3 separate regions of the Mus musculus genome follow, and regions 2 and 3 are each linked to region 1. The links are chromatin contacts, called in public Micro-C and promoter capture Hi-C maps. All regions are on one chromosome and are shown on one strand. Each heading gives the region's core, a stretch centred on a gene start, on an enhancer-like site or on the middle of the called end of the contact. The rest is flanking DNA. Distances are from core to core; before and after follow the strand shown. Region 1 holds the start of Oxsr1 (oxidative-stress responsive 1). Region 2 holds the start of Csrnp1 (cysteine-serine-rich nuclear protein 1). Region 3 overlaps Gm33800 (a long non-coding RNA gene).

Region 1 (4,762 bases), core at 1,140-3,639:
AATCCCCTTTCTTTATTTTTCTGACATCACTCTGGAGTCTCCCATTTAAACTCTCTCTTCATTATGAAAGTAAGTTCCCAAGAAACAACCAATCAAGAGCGTCTTTACAAAAACAGAGACATGCCTAGTTCAACCAGTCAAAGACCCAATATGCAGCAAGGACAGACCTATGAAGTGACTTAAAGATGAAGCATCTTTTATGTTTCATTGCACTTGGGGGTTGGGGGGGATATAAGCTTCTCCTTCTTCCGCTAGTGTCCCAGGAATGGAACTCAGGTCATCAGGCTTGGCAGAGAAAGCATAAAGCTGAAATGTAGAGAAATGGCAACCATCTTACCTACACAGCAAATCTGATGCCAAGTTGAGCAACCAGAGACCTGCCTTTAAAAAAAAAAAAAAAAACGGGGGGGGGGGGGAGGAGGGGGCTGGGGAGATAGCTCAGTGTAGAATGTGTGCTGAGTGAACACTAGCAACCTGAGTTTGGATCCCCAGCCCCCATGTGAAGTGGGAGGCCCAGGGATCCTAGAAAGAGCCTGAAATCCAAGTGCTTCCAGGCAGAGACAGGAGGACTCAGGCGTCTTAGGAATCTAGTCAAAAGGTAAGTTCCGGATCAACTAAAGAGACTCATCAAAAAGCAAGGGAAAGCCGGGTGTGGTGGCGCACCGCACGCCTTTGATTCCAGCATTTGGGAGGCAGAGGCAGGCGGATTTCTGAGTTCAAGGCCAGCTTGGTCTACAAAGTGAGTTCCAGGACAGCCAGGGCTACACAGAGAAACCCTATCCTTCTCCTCCCCCTCCACCCCCCCCCCAAAAAAAGCTAAGAAACAAACAAAAAAAGAACGTGAAAAGCTAGCCTTTACACGAGCACATAAACCTACACAGAGCCACACAGAGACCTACAACGAAATTTGGTGGCTTTTTGTTTTTGCTCTCCTTAACACCGAGAAATAAACACTGGCACCTTTAAGGAAGCTCTGGGATTTTTGGCAGGTCTCTATTGTAAAGCTAATTTTAAGGTAGAATGCTATCAGTGTAGACAGACTTCTTCCAACAAACAGTGGTCTGCTGATTAAGCCTTTGTTTTGCTAAACCCATTTCCCTTCGATTTCTATGGCCACTGCATTACTGCTGGGCTACAAACTCTCCCTCATCCCTAGCCGCTTAACCTCCTCAAGCACGCTGCACCTCTGAGAGTAACAATCCATGCTTGCTGTCGACCAACTGGTATTCTCGGATCTTATTCAGGGCCACTTCACACATAATAGCCAGATTTATGGAGCGAGCCATGGTCCCTAGTTGAAGCCCTCCAAGGACAACTTGAAACTCCAAATCTTTACCATAGCTTTAAAGGTCCCTGAGACTAATGTGTGCCCTCTTTCTGGTCCCTCAACTTATCAAGCACTCTCTCTCTCCTCAGAGTCTAAGTATTTTCTTATTCCTCAATGGAGGGGGAAAGGCGATCTTCCTCCGACTCGCTTTGAGGGCTCAACTTTTCCTTGAAATCACGTAACTTGTTCAAACCACTCCTTATAACATCTTGCCCGGTTCCTTCCGGCCACCTACTGAGACCTGTTACCGCTTTTCCCATTCTTTCTATGTAGTTGACGTCTGCCTCCGGGATCTGAGAAGTCAGTTGTAAAGAGCTAGAGGCGGGTCTAACCTGCTCAGCACCGGTACCTGGAGCTGCCCTCAGCCTCACACCTGCGAAATAGTGCATCGTCGCGTGGATGCAGGGATGGACTCAAGTGCACAGACCCCACAATCCCAGAGCCACGCGGCTCTGCCCACGGACCCTAGTGCCCCCTGAGCCAGGCCTGCCGCCCATCCACATGGCTCTTCTGCACAGGACGCATCTGTCTCAGGTACGCTTCTCCCTCCGAAGGGAGCCCCACCCTAGGCGCACGGCTCGCACCAGTGCCCAGCAAGGCTCGGGCCCAGAACCCCGGCGCGTCGCCCCTCGGCTCTCACCTATCACCTCCTGCAGCTCGTAGTCGTCCCTGTTGATGGACCAGGGCAGGGCGCTCGAGTCCTCGGACATGACGGCTGCAGCGCCTGGCTCCGTGCTCCTCACGCTCCGGGCTCTCAGGTCACCTCGCCGCGCGCCTCCCCACGCCCAGCCGCCGCCCCCAACCCGCCGCTTGGCCCAGCCTTGGGGCGCACAACGCCGGGGCGCGCGGGTCAAGCGCGGCCCCGAGGCGGAGACGCGCGGCTGCGACCGACCTCGCCTCCCGCGGCTCCGCGTCCCGCAGTCCCCGGCCCAGCCCACGAGCCGGCCTTAACCTCCGCGGCACCGCGAAACAAGCTTCTACCCAGCCCTGCCCCTCCGTCCCGCCCTCCACCCGAACCCCAAGCACGGGCCAAACTTTCCCTTCTCCCTCCACCTGCCGACACGCAGCGCGCTGACGTCACCACGCCGGGGAAGCCTGGCCGCGGCTCGCCGCCCCCCGGCCGCCATCTTGAGTGTGGCCGGACAAGAGGCAAGCGAGAAGGAAGCCGGAAAGAGTGGAAGTCGATAGTTAGAGAGCAGAAGTGCTCGTGGAGGAGTTCACTGAGGGCGTCTGAAAGCCAAAACAGAGCAAACTGCCGCAGAACGAGGAGCCACACCAAGCATGGCGGCCACTGAGTGCTAAACCGAAGGAGCGGCGCTTCCTCTAGAAGCTGAGGGAGGGGCGTTGCCCTCTCTGCTTTGCATTCATTGGTTGGTTTGAGAAAGCATGAGAACGGCAACTGGAGCGTGTGGACATCAGTCATATGTTAGTCCCGCCTCCGGGAACTTGACTCCCAGTTCCTACCGAGCGCCAAAACCTTTCAGGACCGGGTTCGCTGAGGTGACGTCACGGCGTCACGGTCACACCCTCGAGACGTGCAAACCGCGCCCCGGGGTGTGGAGAAGCCCGAGGGAGCGGCCGGGTGGGGTGCGCGGACGAAGGCCAACTAGGATAAAAGGTCTTGCGGGCTCCCGAGTGGAGCCGGAAGCTCGGCCCGTGATGACATTTTTTTTTTTCCTAAGGCGGAAGTACTCAGCGCCGCCTCCAGGATCCGGGAGGAAGCGGTTTCTGTCTTTTCTCCGCTTCGGGTCTAAAGAAACAGCACCTGCCTGGGACCTAGGTTAGTTGTCTCTGCCCAGGCAGCGCCTTGACTGTTCAGTGGTTTCTGTCACGCGACTTAGGGGTCAGCTCTAGGCCCCCGGCCCTGGCTTTTGTCATCTTCACAAAAATAAGTTCCGTTTTCTTGGCCTTAGAAGATCGCGCTTTGGTGAAACAAAACATTAAAACATCAACCTGGACAGGGTCGCTGCGGACAAAGTGTTCAGCTGAGCAGCACTGCTGAGCTCTTCGGTGGGAAGGCCATGAGCGCGTCTGGTTGATAGGACTTATGGAACATCTCAAGAAGAGGTCCCATTTGGGCCAGACCTTACAGTGCTAAGGGGATCTCAGCAAACAGAAAATGGGAGGACAGAATATTCCAGACCCGGCAAAGGTGCAAGGTCTTGCTGTAGAAATGTGTTTCAGGGCTGGAGAAATGGCTCAGTGGTTGAGAGCACTGACTGCTCTTCCAGAGGTCCTGAGGTCAATTCCCAGCAACCACATGGTGGCTCACAACCATCTGAAATGGGATCCAATGCCCTCATTTGGTATGTCTAAATACAGCTACAGTGTACTCATATATATAAAATAAATAAAATCTTTAAAAAAAAAAATAAGGAAGGAAGGAAGGAAGAAATTTGTTGCAGCCACTACTTGTGACACATTTAGTGCGTGTGATAACTTTTTCTTGCTGGAAGAAGAATAAAAGTAACATCGAGAGGAAGTGGGGACAGATTGGAACTCTTCATGGTGTGTACCAATAGAAAACCAATAAGCCAAAAATAATCTGGAATTGTTGGGCTCTGTGGACCACGGATACACTTTACAATTTTCTTTCATTACCATGAAAATAAATTATATAACTTAGAATTTGGGACTGCCTTCTTTCCCCTTCCCCCAAGAAAAGGAACTACCAGTTTCATGGTGAAATTTCAAGATACTGGGTCTTAATTATTATTAGATAACATTATAGTGCATTCATTAATGTGTTCTTGCTTACCTCCTCATTCATGTACCTCAGTGGATTGGTAGAGCAGGAACCTTCTCTATAAATCTGGTCATTTTGTTTCCCCTGTCCCTGACTTTCTGTGGCCTAGTCGAGGTTAAAATACCATGATTTTAATGAGGAAGGAAGCCAGGAATTGGGTATTTGAGGCCATAAGCTCAAGCAAGATTCAGCCTTTAAAATATCTTGCATGTGAGCACTCTCACAACAGTGATCAGGGACTTAGTCCCCCCACCCCCCTTTTTTTTTTTTTTTTTTTTTTTTGCTGGAGTATGGAGTTTTTGTAGTAAGCAGTAGGGAGCATTTAAGTTAATAGTTAAGTAATTGGGCTGGAGAGATGGCTCAGCAGTTAAGAGCACTGGCACTTCCAGAGGTTCTGAGTTCAATTCCCAGCAACCACATGGTGGCTCACAACTGTCTGCAATGGGATCCAATGCCCTTCTCTGGTATGTCCGAAGAGAACTACAATGTACTCACATACATAAAATAAATAAAACTTAAAAAAAATAAGTACTTATAAATCATAAAGCACCATACAGGAAAGGCGCAGCTTGCATGTCTCAAGGGTGTGACCGTGACGCCGTGACATCACCTCAGCGAACCCGGAGCAAAGGGAGCCAGCTATGTAAAGTGTGCTTTAAATAGGAGGAGGATTTTTTGGTTTTTTTGTT
Region 2 (4,884 bases), core at 1,696-4,195, 660 kb after region 1:
GAGTGGGCAGCAGGACTGTGACACAGGCAGTGCTTTAGCCCAGGCAGGGGTCTTAGTTTTCCTGGCCCTGAAAGCTAATCTAATGAGGAGACACATGCCCATCCCCCAGCCAGGGTCAGAGCTGGCTGAGCCAAGAACAGTGTTCAAAGGTGGCTTTGAGGACGGGGTAGGGGGGGAAGGGGAAGGAGACAGGGACAGGCTCACTCGAGTGCAAGTGTGAGGTGGCATCTCAGAGGCTCCGGGTCCCTAAGAGTAAACAGATGTCAGAGAGGTAGGTGTGGACTGGATAGAGATCCACAGCTGAGTGTACCCAAGATAAGAACTAAGGCTGAAGAGCGTTAACATTCAAAGCTTCAGGCAGAGTTCTGGAAAGGCCAGGCTGTTTGAGGCGTGAGTGCTGGAGCCCTGGCTGGGTCTGAGGAGAGAGAGGGAGGAAGGGAGGGAAGAAGGGAGGGAGGAGTGCCACCTGGGATCCAGAGGCTGAAAGAAGGCAGAGACAGAAAGACTGTGCAGCAGAGGAGGCCAAGTCAGAAAACGGAATGAAAGATAGCTGAAGAGCCCAAGAAAAGTGCCAGACAGTGAGTCAGGGGGTGGGGGTAGGGCTGCAGCAGCTACTCAGGACTCAAGATCCTGTTCCCAGGGTGAACACAGTCCTGTCCTAGGGTCCTGGAGGAAGGAAAAGCCATTCCCAGGAGCTGGCTCAGACAGAAACACCACACCCCCTGAGGAGCCCCAGAGGCAGGCCCCGGAATCAAAGAGAACCGGGCTCCTTCCGGGATGGTAGCAGAATCTGGGGCCGCCCCCTTCCTGCCACCACACACAGGCGCTGACAGCCCAGAGAACGGAATGTCACCCCAGTCTAGTGACCATAGCTATTTAATACACTGAACCAGCGAAGGCTATTCCACCCAGGCAACAAGCGGCAGCTATTGGAAGCCTCAGCCCGCCAGTGTGCTCCAGTCCCCAGCCCCTTGGCGGCCTTGATTCCCCCTTCCAGGAATCTGAAGAATGTGTCCTTTGACCTCAGAACCCCAGGTCTTGATCAGTCATGCCCCCACCTCCAACACCTAGGGTCACAGGACCCCAGACCCTCCTGAAGGGCTTCCTGGGATGCGGAAAATCACCTACAAGCAGTTCACGGAGACAAAGTGCTGGGCAGCTCAAGACACAGCAGACAGGAAGCACTGACGTACCCCTCCCCCACCCATGCCTCAGAAAGTGATGGGGGGAGGGGACAGTTCCTTCGATTCAGACTCCAGGGCCCTGCCCTGGGTAAATGCCAAATGTTTGCTGGCTGTATAAAATACTCAGTTCTACCCAGGGAAAACTGCACTTGACAGTCACCCCTTCCTCCACCTTAAGCCAGTTTTTCACATTCATTCATTCATTCATCAATCTAATCCTGGCTAAGCTTCCTAAAGGCCAAACACTATGACAGGCATTGGGCACACAGGTAAAGCACCTACAACTAACACCTCTCAAGTAGGAGTTATACAGGATAGGCAAGAAGGGTAGAACTGGGGACGAGGCAGGCTCCTCTGAAGGAGGGATGTTGGCAGAGTTCCAGATTGGGGGGGGGGGGTCACACTGCATGGTACAGGGACTGGAGCAAGGACAGCCAGTGCGCCTTCTGGTGGCGATGCAACTAAGAGGGCCTGTGTTAGCCCGAGGGCACAGGAAGCCACCCAAGTGCGTAAGTAAGGACTGACAATTCTAGATTTGCATGGTTGAAAGATGGCTCAGCGCCTGAGCCAGAGAGGGTGTGACCCGTAGGACACAGGGTAGGGCCAGGTGAACTGACAGGACAAGCGCAAAGGAGAAAAGGGGGTGGATTTGGTGACAGCTCGGGAGATGTGGGCGGGGCTGTCAAAGATTTGGGGGCAGAGAGTATTGACTTACTCTCTGCAGAAGGCTGAGACTTCGGTCCAGAGATGTTGGGTGGGTAGCTAGAGAGGAGGGAGGAATTCTCTGTTGTCAGGAAGGTGGGCTACATCTGGGAGTGACTGTATCGGCAACCCGAGTGACTAAGTGTGTGGCCGTTGCTGTGGTGTAGGCTTTTCTACAGTACATGAAGGCGAAAGGACCTCCGGGAAGGGGAAACTGAGGAAGGAGAGGAAATGCATGCAGAAGAGGGAGTAGAGGTGCGTGGGAGAGAGCCTACGTGTGCCCGCGGGTGGTCGGTGTAGCTGCGCCCCGGTGACTCACGGCAGTGGCCTCTGAGTGTGACGGTGACAGGTGAACATACGACACAATCCTTCTCCCCCCCGCCTCCCTCCCGGGGTCCGTGACTCACCAAGCCTCGCTCATTCCTCACTCATCCCTCCAAACCCTCCCTGACCCCCGCCTGCCGAGGGCGCCCGGCACACGCCGCAGCTCGGGCACCCTCCCCCTAGGGAGCCCGAGGAGGAAGACGACCAATGTCACCTGCCCCGGCCACGCGAGTAACTTCTGAAAAGTTCTCAGGCAACTAGGTCAAAAGGAAACTCACCCGCGGGCACGCGCGCCCCGTCCCACTGCCACCTGCGCCCGGCTTTGGGGCGCCTGGACATCTGGGGTAACCACAACGAGGCGGGGGAGGGGAAGCCTGCCCCCCCCCCGCCACCTCGCAGCCGTGGGCTCTCACTCCAGGCGCCAGATCTCCAGTCGGGCTCGGAGGCCGGATCCCGGCGTCCCCTCCGGAGGACCCAAGGGAGATCAGCGGGGAGCTGGAGTGACAGCGCCACTCACCCGAGACGCCCCCTGCCCCATTTCCCATCCCGCCGCGTTCAGGAACCGTGGCACTCACCTAAGCTAGCAGGGCTCGCCCAGTTCACCGAAGCCACTCGTGTGCCGGCCCCAGGGTCGCAGCGCACACAGCGACCCGCAGTGCGCTCGGCCGGGCGGCCGTCGGTGCAGCCGGCCCAGGTCTGCGCGTCCGGCGGCGGCGGGAGAGACTGGCTCAGCCCCGGCCCCGCCCGCGGCTCCGCCCTCCTCGTCAGTGGAAAACTCCGGGGCTCACGGCGCTGACGCACGCCGGGCCTCCCGCCAGGCCGCCCCGCAGCCCGCAGCCTTCGGCCCCGCCCCGGAGGCACCGCCCCCTCCCCCGCCTCGAGCCTCCCCGCGGACTGTGACCGGGCCGCGACGCCGCTGCTCCGCGCTCGGCTCCTAAGATCGCGGAGCCGAGCTTCGTGCAGAGCCGGGTCCTAGAGATGCCCGCTTCTCCACGCCGAGCAGTCCCGAGCTGCAGACTGGGTAGACTGAGGCTGCGAGCGATGGAAGCTCCTCCCCTGCCTCCACCCGCCCAGGGCAGATTATTATCAATTCAATCTGAGGACCCTTCCCCGGCCCTCACCCCACCTCTTTTTCCCAGATCCCGCAGAAAGTTAGCTCAGACTGGAGACCAGCCAGGGATGAGGAGAGAAGAAAAGGTCATCCTAGGGCCTGGCCTTCACCTCTGCCCTCGGGCCAGAGCCCTTACTCCGAACAATACCTAAAGTAGAGATTGCTGGAACCAGCTTCCCCACCCCCATCCCTCCTTAAAAAAAAAAAAAAAAAGAATCTGGTTTCTCCTAGGCCGGACCCTGGCTACTTACAGCGGATTGCTGCCTCCTCTGCTCCCGCCAAGACCTTCCTTAGGCTCGCAGCCAACTCCCTGTACTACTAGGCAGAAGAAAGTGTGTTCTAGCAGTCAACTTCTCTCTCAGGAGCCCACCCGAGTCCTCGTCAGCCCACGGCAGGGCCAGTTCGACCCAGTACCTAGAGCGCTTTTCTCTCCCGTTCTGACTGCACCGCCTGGAACGTTTCACCCTCACTCTGCTCACCTGAGGGAATCCCAACAACGTCTAGGATGGCTCAGCAAGGACTGCCTCCTCCTCCTGGAAGCCTTCGTGGAAGCTCGACCCTCCCCCTCCCAGCCCCGCTCCCGCTGCATTCTGGGTTCTTCTGACTGTCCTAGATGAATGCTGTCAGTGGCTAGTCCAACCCTCAGGATTCCATTCTCCCCTCCCCCGGGTGTAGTAGGGAGGTGACCTTCTGTCCTGCCTAAATGGCACCGAGGGTGGGGAGGATGACGGGCCCTTTCTTCAGTCTTCAGTCCTGGATGTACATGTGTACAGAGGACAAGCAGAGTGGGGGTGGGGGAGTCAGCCTGCCCTTTATCTGTGGTAATCTGGGGTCTGAGATCCTCAACACACAGCTTTGGTACACAGAAGCTGCCGGGTGGCTGAGTCTGCTCAGGAAATAGTCTACAGGGCTAGCTGAAGAAGCATGTAGCTCAATGGTAGGGCACTTTCTCAGCATGTGAAAAGCTCTAAGTTTAAACCCCATTTTGAGAACAAAACATGGCAGATCCGTGGTGGTGCAGGCCTTTAACTCCAGCATTCAGGAGGCAGAGGCTGGGGAACCTGAGTTCCGGGCAGCCTGGTCTACAGAGCAAGTTCCAGGACGGCCAGGGCTACACAGAGAAACTCGAAAACAAAACATGACCTGGCATGGTGTTGCACACTTTTAATCCCAACACTCAAGAGGCAGAGGCAGGGGGATCTCTGTGAGTTCAAGGTCTACATAGTGACTTCCAAGAAAGCCAGGGCTACGTATCTCAAAAAAACAAAAACAAACAAAAAAACCAAACCAACAACAACAGAACACCACACACCAGCGAACTGCGCATCCGTCGTCTATGGAGGTGACATAGATTTCAGGGCTGTCCCTCCAGGCCCCACATTTCCCTACCACCAGATTCAGCCCTTGCTTCCTTTGCCTGCAGATTTACCGTTCTTGATGACCCAACAATCTTGACACCACCGCTCTTCCTCCTTCACCAGCAGAGGGGTTTTAGAGACTGGGTCTCATGTACCCCAGACTGGCCTTCATAGATTTTTTTTTTTTTTTTTGGGTTTTGGTTTT
Region 3 (4,838 bases), core at 1,844-4,343, 680 kb after region 1:
TGCCATCACCACACTTGGCCTGAAGATTGCTTTTCTAAAGGGTTAGATACAGTTGGGGGAGGAAGCCAGCTTCATGGGTCAGAGCACACTGCAGGACCTGGTTTAATCCAGATGTCCAAGGTCACTGCTCCTAAAGCCACTGGCTGGATTGACCCAGGGTGGAGGTATCCATCCCTCCCAGACTCTGCTGACTCCCCTGAAAGCTCATCATCATGCCAAGTCTGGCTTCCTGTCTGTTAGAGGAAATCCTGACATCTACCCTGGGTTCTGGGAAGGCAGCTCAAGGTAGATCACATCTTAGGATGTGTGAGGCACAGCACTGGGAAATTCTGTCTTTTTAGTGGAGAAGTTTGTTTGTTTGTCTACTTGTGTGTTGTATATGCATGTTCCAGGGGTACACTGGTGTACCCTTCTCCAGCCGCCCCCCCCCCCATCTCAGCTTTTGAACCAGAATTCCCACTGAATCTAGAACTGTCTCTCTGCTAGACTAGCTGAAGCCCTCCTCCTCCTCCTTCCCTAGCACTGTGTATGTAAGTAATTACTTACACAGGCTGCCAAAGCCTGACTTTTACATACATGGACATTACATTCTCTCTGTCTCTTTCTCTGTGTTGGGTCTGTCTATCTGTCTGTCTGTCTTGCTCCTTAGCCTGTCTGGAGTGTTTATCCCAGCCTGCTTGCTCTTTTTCTCTCTCTCCATTCTCCCCACCCACTTCTCCTATTGATCCTACTCTCATTCAGCTTGGCGACAGACATGGCTCTGGTCTCCAGTCTCGCTAGAGGACCCTATCCCAGTCCTGACTTCCCTTCCAACCTCTAGTTGCCAGAGGGCAGCGAGTGACCTCCTTTCTTTTTCTAGCCGAATTTAGTCTCTGGGATCATGACTTTGTACACGGTCCTCTTCCCTGCTGGACACTGTCCATCCATCGGCTCTCTGGTCTTGGCTCTGCACTTGAGGACTGACCCTGCAAGCTGTCCTTGAGTCTCCTTGGCTTCAGGCTTCTCAGGGGCTCTGGGGGAGTAGACTGAGGTCAGAGGTGTGTTCCCCTTGTAGGGTTGCCATGAAGAGGCTCCAACAGTACTCGGCTCCTGCCAGCTGGCGGCATCCACACTTGTATAGCAGAGTTAATCCCCTTCCTTGGATGAAGTCACACACATTGGATGTCTCATTTCTACTCCCTGAACTGAGCTTTCTCTCTCTTGCCTCTCTTCTTTTGAGACAAGGCTTCTGCTATGTAGCCAGCCTCAGTTACAACTTTCCTACCTTTCCCCCTCCCTGCAGCTGAGACTCCTCTTCTTCCCCTTTGGAAGTGTAGATGCTCAAGTCCACACTCAGCAGCCTGGGGTCCAGCACTGTCCTCGCGGCTTCTGAACATTTGGCTTGACTTGCAAAGGCTAACTTTTTTTTTTAAATGAAACTCTCGTCAAATGTCTCATTCAAGCATGCCAGCTGTTTCTCCCTGGAGCCTTCTCTTGTTCAAATTCCAAACACTTCCCCGTTTGTACTAGCCTGAGACCCCAGCCTTAATAAGCAGCTAGGACCACTGGTCCTTCACCTAGTCTCAGAAAAATCCTCATTCTCTTCCAACCTGTAAAAGACAGGCTTCGAGCTTCTGGTTACTCAATAGCCTGGGGCCTCTTCCCCTCACACCTACATCCCGTCTATTGGTCAGCAACTTCTATCAACTCTGTTGTCAAAATTCACCTCAGAGCAGAATCCTGTTCCCTATCTCCTCCCGCTCTGTTAGGTCTCTGTTGTTTCTCTCTGAGATCATGGCTGGCCTCCTGTGTCTCCTCTAGGGTAGATCTCCACTCAATAGCCAGAGAAATCTGTCATATCATTGTTCAAGGCCCACTGAGGGGCTAGGGCTGTAGTTCCATTGGTAGAGTGCTTGCCTGGTGTGCCCCTTCAGTCTAGAATAAAGCTATGAGTAGTAGTGGAAGCACTCACGAGGTAGAGGCAGGAGGATTAGAAATTCAAGTGTACCCTTGGCTATAGAGGGAGCTCAAAGCCAGCTTGGGCTACATTGCATAAGACCCTGATTCAGAAAACAAAACAAAAACCCTCCCAGGGTTTCTCTGCTGGCGTGTAAAATCCAAAGGTCCCACAAGGGCCCCTTGGCTCCTACCCAGCGTCCTTTACACCTCTCTGGCAGATGCAAGATGTTCACACCTCATTCTGGTCTCTGCTCAGATGTCAACTTGTGTCCCTGGTCTTCCCTTCTCCCCATGCTACTGTGGTGTGATTATCCCTCTCCATAGGCTTCGAGAACCAGACCTTTGCTCTCTTCACAGCTCTACCCGTGTCTGTGTGGTGTCCTCTACCTTGAAACTACTCACTGTACTTGTTTTGTTTGAGACAGGCCTCACTATATAGCCAAGGCTAGCCTGAACCTTGATATGTAGAACAGACTGGTGACTGCCTCTGCCACCTGTATGCTGATATTAAAGGCAGAAGCAGGAAGATTTCGATCTCACAGCTAGAGTTACACATGGAAGTCCTGTCTCAACCAAACCAAACCAAACACTACAGTGGGATATAACTTGATACTTATACCCCCAGCATACACTACGAACTCCGTCCTTTACACTGTTAAATAGTGAAGAAATAAACGAGACCAGCACAGGATGAGGAAATGTTGGCAGGGCATTCTTGGGCTTCACTATAAAGTATCTTAGATATCTGGCAAGTAATCCACTCAGGAAGCAGAGGCAGGAGGGTGGAGAGTTCAAAGCCAGCCTGGGCTATATATATGTACAGTGTTTCAGGTCGGCATGGCTATGAGACCCTGTCTTCAAAACAAACAAATACGCAGAAGAAAACCGGTAAGCCAGTTGTCTTGCAAACACAACATATGGAGTGCTAATTTCCCATGCCGTATTTTAAAATTAGCTCCTTACAGTGGGATTATCTAAGTCTTCAATATTTTAAACAATCTCTGGCCCCAAACCACCTCAGCATTTATCCTTCTGTTGTGTGCTTAAGGACAAATTCTTGCACGTACAGTTGTTAGGTCAAAGGACATGCTCATATTTTCAAGTTATTCCTCAACCCCGCGGGCAGCCCCTCTCCTTTTGTGTTACTCGTCTCGGACTTTTAGCTCATGCCTGGCTCATACGGATGAGTACCGCTTTCTTCATTCAACTGGCCTTTCTCATAAGTGGCAGGGTGACGCGTGATCTTTTCTGGGGTTTGAGGAGCCAAGTTCGGGCAGCGGACAAGCCTGGGCTCAGACAGCTGGCTCCCACCCCCAATACTCCCTCTTTCCTTCTTCTGAGTTTTCCTTTCTCGCCCACAAGTTTCAGATTCCTGGAACCGCTCTCGATGACCTCACGCCCGTGACTTCACATCCGGAACCTTCTGGGAATTCTCAGCCGCACTTTTTCGTAAGAAATCTAGCAGGGGAGGAGGTTGGGCGAGGCGGAGCTTTGCAGACTTTGCTGTGCGACCCGGACCCGCCCTCGGACCCGCCCCTCCCGCAGCGAGCACTCGAGGGCCCGCCCATGCAGCTACTCTTAGCAGTTTGGAGCCCCAGGTTGAGCCTGAGCCATTTGAAATTAGCTAGGTGTGTTTAAGTCTGCTCTGTGGTCGTGGATGAGAGAGTGTACTGAGAGGAGAACAAGAGTAAGGTGGATTTGGAGGGATCCACGAATAGCCACCACTAACGGTGGCTTGGGTGCCCCACAGTGTGATAGGACTTCAGGAAGTTGGGGCTGGGGCCAAAGATGGACATTTCTGATGGCTCTGAAGTCCTCAGAGGAGCCTCAGAGTTGAGTCTTCAGGTCAAGCTTTCCATAAAAGGTGGATGGAAAATGGGGTGTGGAGTCCAACCCAAGCAAAGCCAGGATCCTGGGCTCTCGTGGCGTCAGCGTCATGGGGGTCCCTCTCTTTCTTTATGTACTTTTTTTTGTTTGTTTTTAGAGACAGGGTTTCTCTGTGTAACCCTGGCTGTCCTGGAACTCACTCTGTAGACCAGGCTGGCCTTACTCAGAAATCCGCCTGCCTCTGCCTCCCAAATGCTGGGATTAAAGGCGTGCACCATCACTGCCTGGCTGTTAATGCTATATATTAAAGATTAATATCTTAATGCTATACATTATATATTATACTAGATATTAAACCATTTTTCTCTAGAGACTAGAGATGGTGCTGTTGGTAGTCTGCTTTGCCTAGCATCTACAAAGCCCTGGGTTTGATCACCAGCATATTATAAGCCAGCGTGGTGGGTGGCACAGCCCGTGACCCTAACGCTGGGGAGCTAGAGGCAGGAGGGGCAGAAGTGCAAGGTCATCCTTAGTGACAAAGCAAGTTTGAAGCCTGCCTGGGCTACGTGAGACTCTGTCTCTAAAACGATCACTTTCTTTACTGGGCCTGGTGGCTCACCCCTTAAATCTCAGCCCTCAGGAGGCTGAGGCAGGGGGACTATTGCAAATCCAAAGCCAGTTTGGTCTATAAAATGAGTTTTATTTTAGCTAGAACTTCAGAGCAAGACTTTGTCCCAGGTAAACAGAACAAAGGACAGAGAGAGAGAGAGACAGAGAGAGACAAAGACAGAGAGAGAGGGAGAGAGACAGAGAGGAAAGAGAGACAGAGAGAGACAGAGAAAGACAGAGAGAGAAGGAGAGAGAGGGGAGAGAGACAGAGGGGGAGAGAGACAGAGACAGAGAGACAGAGACAGGGAGAGACAGAGAGAAACAGAGTGACAGAGAGACAGAGAGAGAGAAAGACAGAGAGAAACAGAGAGAGACAGAGAGAGGGAGATTGATTTTCTTTTGTCTAAAAGTTCACTTGTACCCTTGTTCTACAGATTTTTTTGTTTTTTTTAAACATTTTTTTT

The links. Promoter capture Hi-C pulls out the DNA fragments that hold promoters and counts their contacts. A called contact is a pair of places that touch in the nucleus more often than the background predicts.
Region 2: a contact with region 1 is called in a promoter capture Hi-C map of pre-B cells, with 3 times the contacts expected there. The contact joins the promoter of Csrnp1 here to the promoter of Oxsr1 in region 1. A contact is called at or near these places in 2 of 39 promoter capture datasets (liver and pre-B cells), 6 of 484 Hi-C or Micro-C datasets (CD4 T cells, the G1E-ER4 cell line, Th1 cells and 1 more) and 7 of 115 datasets of contacts at active chromatin or transcription factors (astrocytes, bone marrow-derived macrophages, extraembryonic endoderm stem cells and 4 more).
Region 3: a contact with region 1 is called in a Micro-C map of embryonic stem cells, with 3 times the contacts expected there. The contact joins the enhancer-like site here to the promoter of Oxsr1 in region 1. A contact is called at or near these places in 1 of 39 promoter capture datasets (cranial neural crest), 2 of 484 Hi-C or Micro-C datasets (the G1E-ER4 cell line and embryonic stem cells) and 3 of 115 datasets of contacts at active chromatin or transcription factors (bone marrow-derived macrophages, embryonic stem cells and extraembryonic endoderm stem cells).

Annotation. Positions count from the first base shown.
Region 1 is chr9:119,320,038-119,324,799 of GRCm38.p6, forward strand. Oxsr1 (oxidative-stress responsive 1) reads right to left here and starts at 2,390. Exons shown (of 18, transcript NM_133985.2): 1 at 1,968-2,390. The coding sequence starts at 2,037.
Region 2 is chr9:119,980,834-119,985,717 of GRCm38.p6, forward strand. Csrnp1 (cysteine-serine-rich nuclear protein 1) reads right to left here and starts at 2,946. Exons shown (of 5, transcript NM_001357562.1): 1 at 2,786-2,946. It overlaps Gm33800 (a long non-coding RNA gene), which reads left to right and starts at 3,012. Exons shown (of 4, transcript XR_871355.3): 1 at 3,012-4,884.
Region 3 is chr9:119,998,833-120,003,670 of GRCm38.p6, forward strand. It overlaps Gm33800 (a long non-coding RNA gene), which reads left to right. Exons shown (of 4, transcript XR_871355.3): 2 at 3,301-3,387. Among named protein-coding and RNA genes, the nearest start is that of Gm33800, 17 kb to the left of the region's middle. Within about 2 kb of position 3,094, at least 320 of the 459 cell types and tissues checked have an H3K27ac peak or open chromatin away from gene starts, as enhancers often do. A contact at or near this core is called in the G1E-ER4 cell line, bone marrow-derived macrophages and embryonic stem cells, where this site is marked.